Regions from separate parts of the Mus musculus genome. Here region 1 is linked to region 2. Evidence: chromatin contacts called from public promoter capture Hi-C data. All regions are on one chromosome and are shown on one strand. Each heading gives the region's core, a stretch centred on a gene start, on an enhancer-like site or on the middle of the called end of the contact. The rest is flanking DNA. Distances are from core to core; before and after follow the strand shown. Region 1 overlaps Adgrd1 (adhesion G protein-coupled receptor D1). Region 2 holds the start of Mrps17 (mitochondrial ribosomal protein S17).

Region 1 (2,700 bases), core at 136-2,635, 520 kb after region 2:
CTCCTTAGCCAGCAGGGAACACAGAGGGAACAAATTCAAGGCAGGTCTTCGGGCTTTGAGCAGGACAGATACCACATACACCTGCCTCTCTGTATGCTCCTGAGCAAAGGCAGACAAGGCAGGGGCTCAGTTTCCATCCCACCAGCATCCGAGCAAGAAGAACGAGTGTGACCTTCGGGGTCAGATAAACCAGCTCAAAGCTCATCTCATGCTTGCTCACTCCATTTGACCCTGGACATCTCTGTTGGTCCTGGGAATTCTCTGCTTCCTACTGGATGAGAAAGACGGGCTGCTGCAATCCAACCAGGCAAAGAGGAGATGCCCCGTTTGTCCAGTCCACATGTGGCAGCCGGCTCTCATCGCCCACATATGTGATGTTTGAAAGCCGTATTGGGTGTTCTCTCTGCCCAGCCCTGCCCCTGTCCCTGCCCCTGCTCCTGCTCTTGCCCCTGCCCCTGCTCCTGCCCCTGCTCCTGCCCTTGCTCCTGCCCCTGCCCCTGCCCCTGCTCCTGCCCCTGCTCCTGCTCCTGCCCCTGCCCCTGCCCCTGCCCCTGCTCCTGGGTAGAGACCTGCTGGTTGGCTCCCATCCTAAGTCAGCACTCCAGAGACAGACTCTCACCCAGCTCCTCTCTTACCTAGCAGCTCTCCTTGATCCTAAATATTAAAGGACAAGGTGGGACTAGCAGGGGGAACGACTCCTCCCTGAGTCTCTCTTTGTTGAGGGGATCCTTGGGGGGGTTGCGGGAGGGGGAGGAGAAGGTTGTGAGAGCTATGTGTGGCCAGAGCCTGTTCCCTTAAGTGTTAAAATCATCATGATACTCATGAAGCCAGCTACAGGCTCACAACCTTGGAACTTACAGTCTTTACCATCAGGCCTTACAGAGAGGCTGCTGGCCTCTCCAGCCTTGCAAGCAGCTGAACCAGGCAACCCTAGAGAGGCTGGCATTCAAGACCTCCAACCCTACAGCCCTTCGGTGTTAGTAGCCCAGGTGGATGAGTCGCGGACCATTCTGAGGACCCCACCCCCACCCCAGCATAGAATGCGTGATTTGAGGGGGTGGGGAACGTGAGATGCTATCCCTGCTCTGGTTCCAGCAGGTACTTTTCCACTCCAGCCCTTTCCCGCTGCCTCCTCCCAGCTCCCATCAGTCATTTCAGAGCCTTTTGTTAAAGGTTTTCAGATGAGACAATTCTGGGTCTGTGCTATGCTGTTCCCAGGGGGAAAAAAAAGAAAGAATAAAAAAAAAAAATCAAGGCGCTGAGGCACTGTGGGTACCTCGCCTGTCCTGTCTAGACTCTTGCTTATACTACCATCAGACATGAACAAAAGCTTAACCATCACCTTCCCTCTGTGCCTGTTGCCCTGGGTAACAACAGAGTCTCCCAAGGTCGGAGAAGATGGGAGAGGTTAATGCATAGCCAGCAAGCACAGTGTCACGCAGTGTCCAGTAATTCTGCTGCCCTCCAGCCTTCCTACAACAGTTGACAGTGGCCAGAAAACTGCATTTGATGGGAGCAAGGAGAGACTGTGGGGGCGATGGCTTTTAGACTTAGTTATATTCGTACTTGGACAAGCTATTCGGGGTGACTGATCCCAGGGGCGGGGGTGTCACCCCCAGACCACCACCATCATTGACACCTGAGAGCATCCTGCTATCTTCAGTCATGGTTACACCAGGCGGTGTGCCCCATATCCCACAGAGCACCCTCTGTGTCTTCAACGGAGAATGGAGAGCTAGCAGCTCCCAGCCACAAGGTCACAGACCCTTCCGGCCCACCTGCCACGTCTTTTCATTTGAATACCTTTGGTTTCCAGAGTGCTGGAGTTTTTAAACAACACAATTCTTCTTGCCTTTCCCCTGATTTGGAAGGTGGAGGGTGGGGTGGGCAGAGTGAGCCACTTTCCCACTGGCATGCTGCCAGCCTGGCCCTTTCACTTTGGGAATGCATAGCTCGGCTACCTCACACATCTGTAGAGCCTGCTGGCTGATGATTAGAAGCACACGGTTACGCACCGTCGGATTACAGATGTGGACCCTCGGGCTCTGTAGGTCACACCTATAACACAGCCCTGGTCATTCTGCCTGCCTATTGGGGTGAGCATACAGTTGGAGGTGCCCAGACTGTAGAAAAATCAGGGTGATCGAAAAGCTAGTACCAAGCTTGCTCTTCCCTTAGGGAGAGTTCACACTGGGGGCAGAGTAGTAGACACAGGCAAAGATTGTTCATATATTCTGATTTTTTTGCATATATTCCTAAGATTTCTTCTCAACCATGTTGACAAATTTAAAAATCAAATTGCCTAACTACTTTTTAATTTAGAGCAATTAAAAATTAAACAGAAAATTACCTGAAACTCGTTTTTTATTTTTTATTTTTCATTGAACATGTCAACAGCATCCCTGGGGGGGTCACCAAACTAGGTTCTACTGACTCAGGGACAGTGATGGGCCTCGGAGAGAGCCAGTGGGATTCTGCCTTTGGGGGAGTGTCTGGGAACCTTATTTGAGGTCAGAGGTCACACTACCCAGCTCCACCTATAAGCTTACAAGTTACATCAGGATGGGCAGGTCACATGAGCTCAAGGTCACAGCACCTCCTCTGGACACTGTAGAAGGTGATGCCATCTCAGATCTCCGAGGATCAAAGTCCAGATACTTAGCTCCGTGTTTCCGTGCTTCCTAAACCAGGCTGCCAACA
Region 2 (2,714 bases), core at 117-2,616:
AGTAAGTAGGGATCCAAAACAAGTCTGGTCGCTCTTACTTTAGCCGTTTTTATCATGGCTGTACCAATCACCTTCCCCACAACCCATTTGGCGTGGACGGATGAACGGACTATTGACATTATGTGTCTGTAAGCACCTAAAATAAAACAAGAAAATACCCTCAAAGCTTAACATTGTTAAGACACAGTCTTGCCCCCTTTCCCCTATCCATTAACAAACCAATGGCTTTGTTTCATTTTTTTGAAGTTTACCTTTCTCCACGGTAGCCCAGGCTTGCCTTAAATTGGGAGATGTTTCTACATTAGCCTCCCATGAGTTGGGCTAGAGCGATACCTAAGCAGCTAAGCACTGGTTGCTCTTCCAGAGGACCTGGGTGCAGTTTCCAGCACCCTTATGGTGGCTCAAAACCTCTGTAGCACCCGTTACAGGGGATCCTCTGAAATTATACACAGGCTGGTGCCACAATACCCCATTTAAACTAGCCTTCAGATGGTTAGAGCTTATCAAGTGAATTTTGTCAGGAGCAATGCCTGTGTCCAGTAGTCATTTTTTCTACTTTTCTGAAACAGCCAGGCCAGAGGTCCTTAAAGGTCTTATCTTTATAATAGTTACAAAGTAGAAAATGGATCTAACCCTCATATTCCCTATACAGAAAAGTTAGGAATAACATGGCCTGCTCACAAGTGTTTCGAGGAACTATTAGTGTGTAAGCACACAAGTAAACTGGTCACACTGGAGTCCCTCTATCCAAATGAGGAAGGATACAGTGGGAAAATAAGCAGTTAAGAGACCAGCTAACTTAATCATTCGGAAAAATTCCCCTGCTACTGATCACAGAAGCTCTACAGAGCAAAGCTCTTCTACCTACAGGTACCTACGAGCTCACTAGAAGACAAGTCACCTTATTTACTCTTTACCCACTATTATTTGTGCTGTAACCATTTAGAAACACCTTGTCACTTGGTAACCTTTCTTGGAACTGGTCCCGGGTTAGGGAGTATTACTAATAAACGGGGTTGTTTGAAGCGCTCAACTCTCGAGTCTGCGGTGTTGATTCCTTGTCGTTACCAGGGCACGATCTCGAGGCCACAGCACTTACTGCAGCTGTCTGTCTCAGTTACAGCCTGCTACTGTACACACAAGGGCTCACGGCAAGACCTCGGCCGGTGAGCCAGGTTCCTGTAGAGGAAAGACGAGACTATGACTCGGGGCCGCTCTGAGAATCAGTCGCTACCGAAACCACCAGGGAAACTGACACGGGACGCAGCACTGCTGACCCCCAGAACCCAGACCTGGTTGACACCCTCGCTCACCTCCGGAGTCCACCACAAGGCCGGCGGAGCATGGGCGCAGCGTGATGACGCTCACGGTGCGCTAGCCCCACCCCTCCCATTTCACAGGGCGCCAGTCCTGTCAGTCTTGGGCGGGGCTAAAGATAAGAACGCGCCCAATCTATTTGAACAAGCACCTCCCGGCGGAAGTCCTGGGGCTAATTGTATCCCGCTTATTCTTTTTTTATAGGCACTGCAATAGATGCGCAGGAGGGTCCTACCTTTTCCGATTCCATTTTGTTTCCTGCTCTTTTGATTTCCCAGGAATAGATTGGACATGTCTTCAAATCAAAGGGCCTTGTATTTGTCAGACAGAAACTCCTTTTCTTTTCTTTTCTTTTCTTTTCTTTTCTTTTCTTTTCTTTTCTTTTCCTTTCCTTTCCTTTCCTTTCCTTTCCTTTCCTTTCCTTTCCTTTCCTTTCCTTTCCTTTCCTTTCCTTTCCTTTCCTTTCTTTTCTTTTCTTTTCTTTTCTTCAGTCTCACACTACATCTGCCTTGCCTCCGCCTTTCCAGGGTTGGATTACAGGCTTGATCTACAATAATTTCTAATATCCTGTTGCACAGTGTAATATTTGCATACATCAAAGCAGCAGATACAGGTGGTTTGGAATATTTTTAAGGCAAAGATGTGATAAGTGTATGGATATGCCAACTACCCTGACATTACTGTATGTGTGCACTGCAATATCACAGTGTATCTCATAAAGATGTATAATATGTAGGTCAAAAAATTTCAAGTTAATATTAAAGGGGGACGTGGTGGCACAGAAATATGGTCAAATGGCCAAGGGCTTTTCTTTCATGCACCATGTCCTAGAAACAATCCCCAGTATTAAAATAACAACAATAAAACAACGCATCAATCTGTCCAACCCTTTTTTTTTTTTTAGCAAACATTTATGGAATATATATTCTAAGAATCTGTTAGGCATTGCAGGGAAAAGATGAATAAAAGGGAGACAAAAGTCTATTAGAGGCAAGTGAGAAACAACCAAACCAGTTATGAAGTAGGTAATAAAAGAGTGTAAATACAGAGAACATTTCTTTACACACACACACACACACAAGCACATACAAATGAAAAAAAAAGAAAAACTCAAGCCGTTCAGATAGCTCAGCAGGTGAAGATTCTTACCACCAAGCCTGATTGTCCAATTTCAATTCTCACAATCACATGGTGGAAGGAAGAACCTAGTCCCCAAAACTGTCCTTCAGTTTCCACTTTGTTCTGTGGCTTATGCACACACACACACACACACACACACACACACACACACACTATACTCACACACACACTGTGATGGTTTGTATATGCTTGGCCTAGAGAGTGGCACGATTAGCGGGTGTGGCCTTGTGTGAGTAGGTGTGTCACTGGGGGTGTGA

The links. Promoter capture Hi-C pulls out the DNA fragments that hold promoters and counts their contacts.
Region 1: a contact with region 2 is called in a promoter capture Hi-C map of embryonic stem cells, with 3 times the contacts expected there. The contact joins the enhancer-like site here to the promoter of Mrps17 in region 2. A contact is called at or near these places in 15 of 39 promoter capture datasets (the 3T3-L1 cell line, the C10 cell line, the HPC-7 cell line and 8 more), 2 of 484 Hi-C or Micro-C datasets (both in uterus), 7 of 115 datasets of contacts at active chromatin or transcription factors (embryonic forebrain, embryonic stem cells and neural tube) and 2 of 9 other capture datasets (embryonic stem cells and liver).

Annotation. Positions count from the first base shown.
Region 1 is chr5:129,195,841-129,198,540 of GRCm38.p6, reverse strand. All of the region lies in intron 20 of Adgrd1 (adhesion G protein-coupled receptor D1), which reads right to left. Among named protein-coding and RNA genes, the nearest start is that of Gm46923, 81 kb to the right of the region's middle. Within about 2 kb of position 1,385, at least 9 of the 459 cell types and tissues checked have an H3K27ac peak or open chromatin away from gene starts, as enhancers often do. A contact at or near this core is called in embryonic stem cells, where this site is marked.
Region 2 is chr5:129,714,149-129,716,862 of GRCm38.p6, reverse strand. Mrps17 (mitochondrial ribosomal protein S17) reads right to left here and starts at 1,366. Exons shown (of 4, transcript NM_001356959.1): 1 at 1,314-1,366; 2 at 1,100-1,179; 3 at 1-136. The coding sequence starts at 119.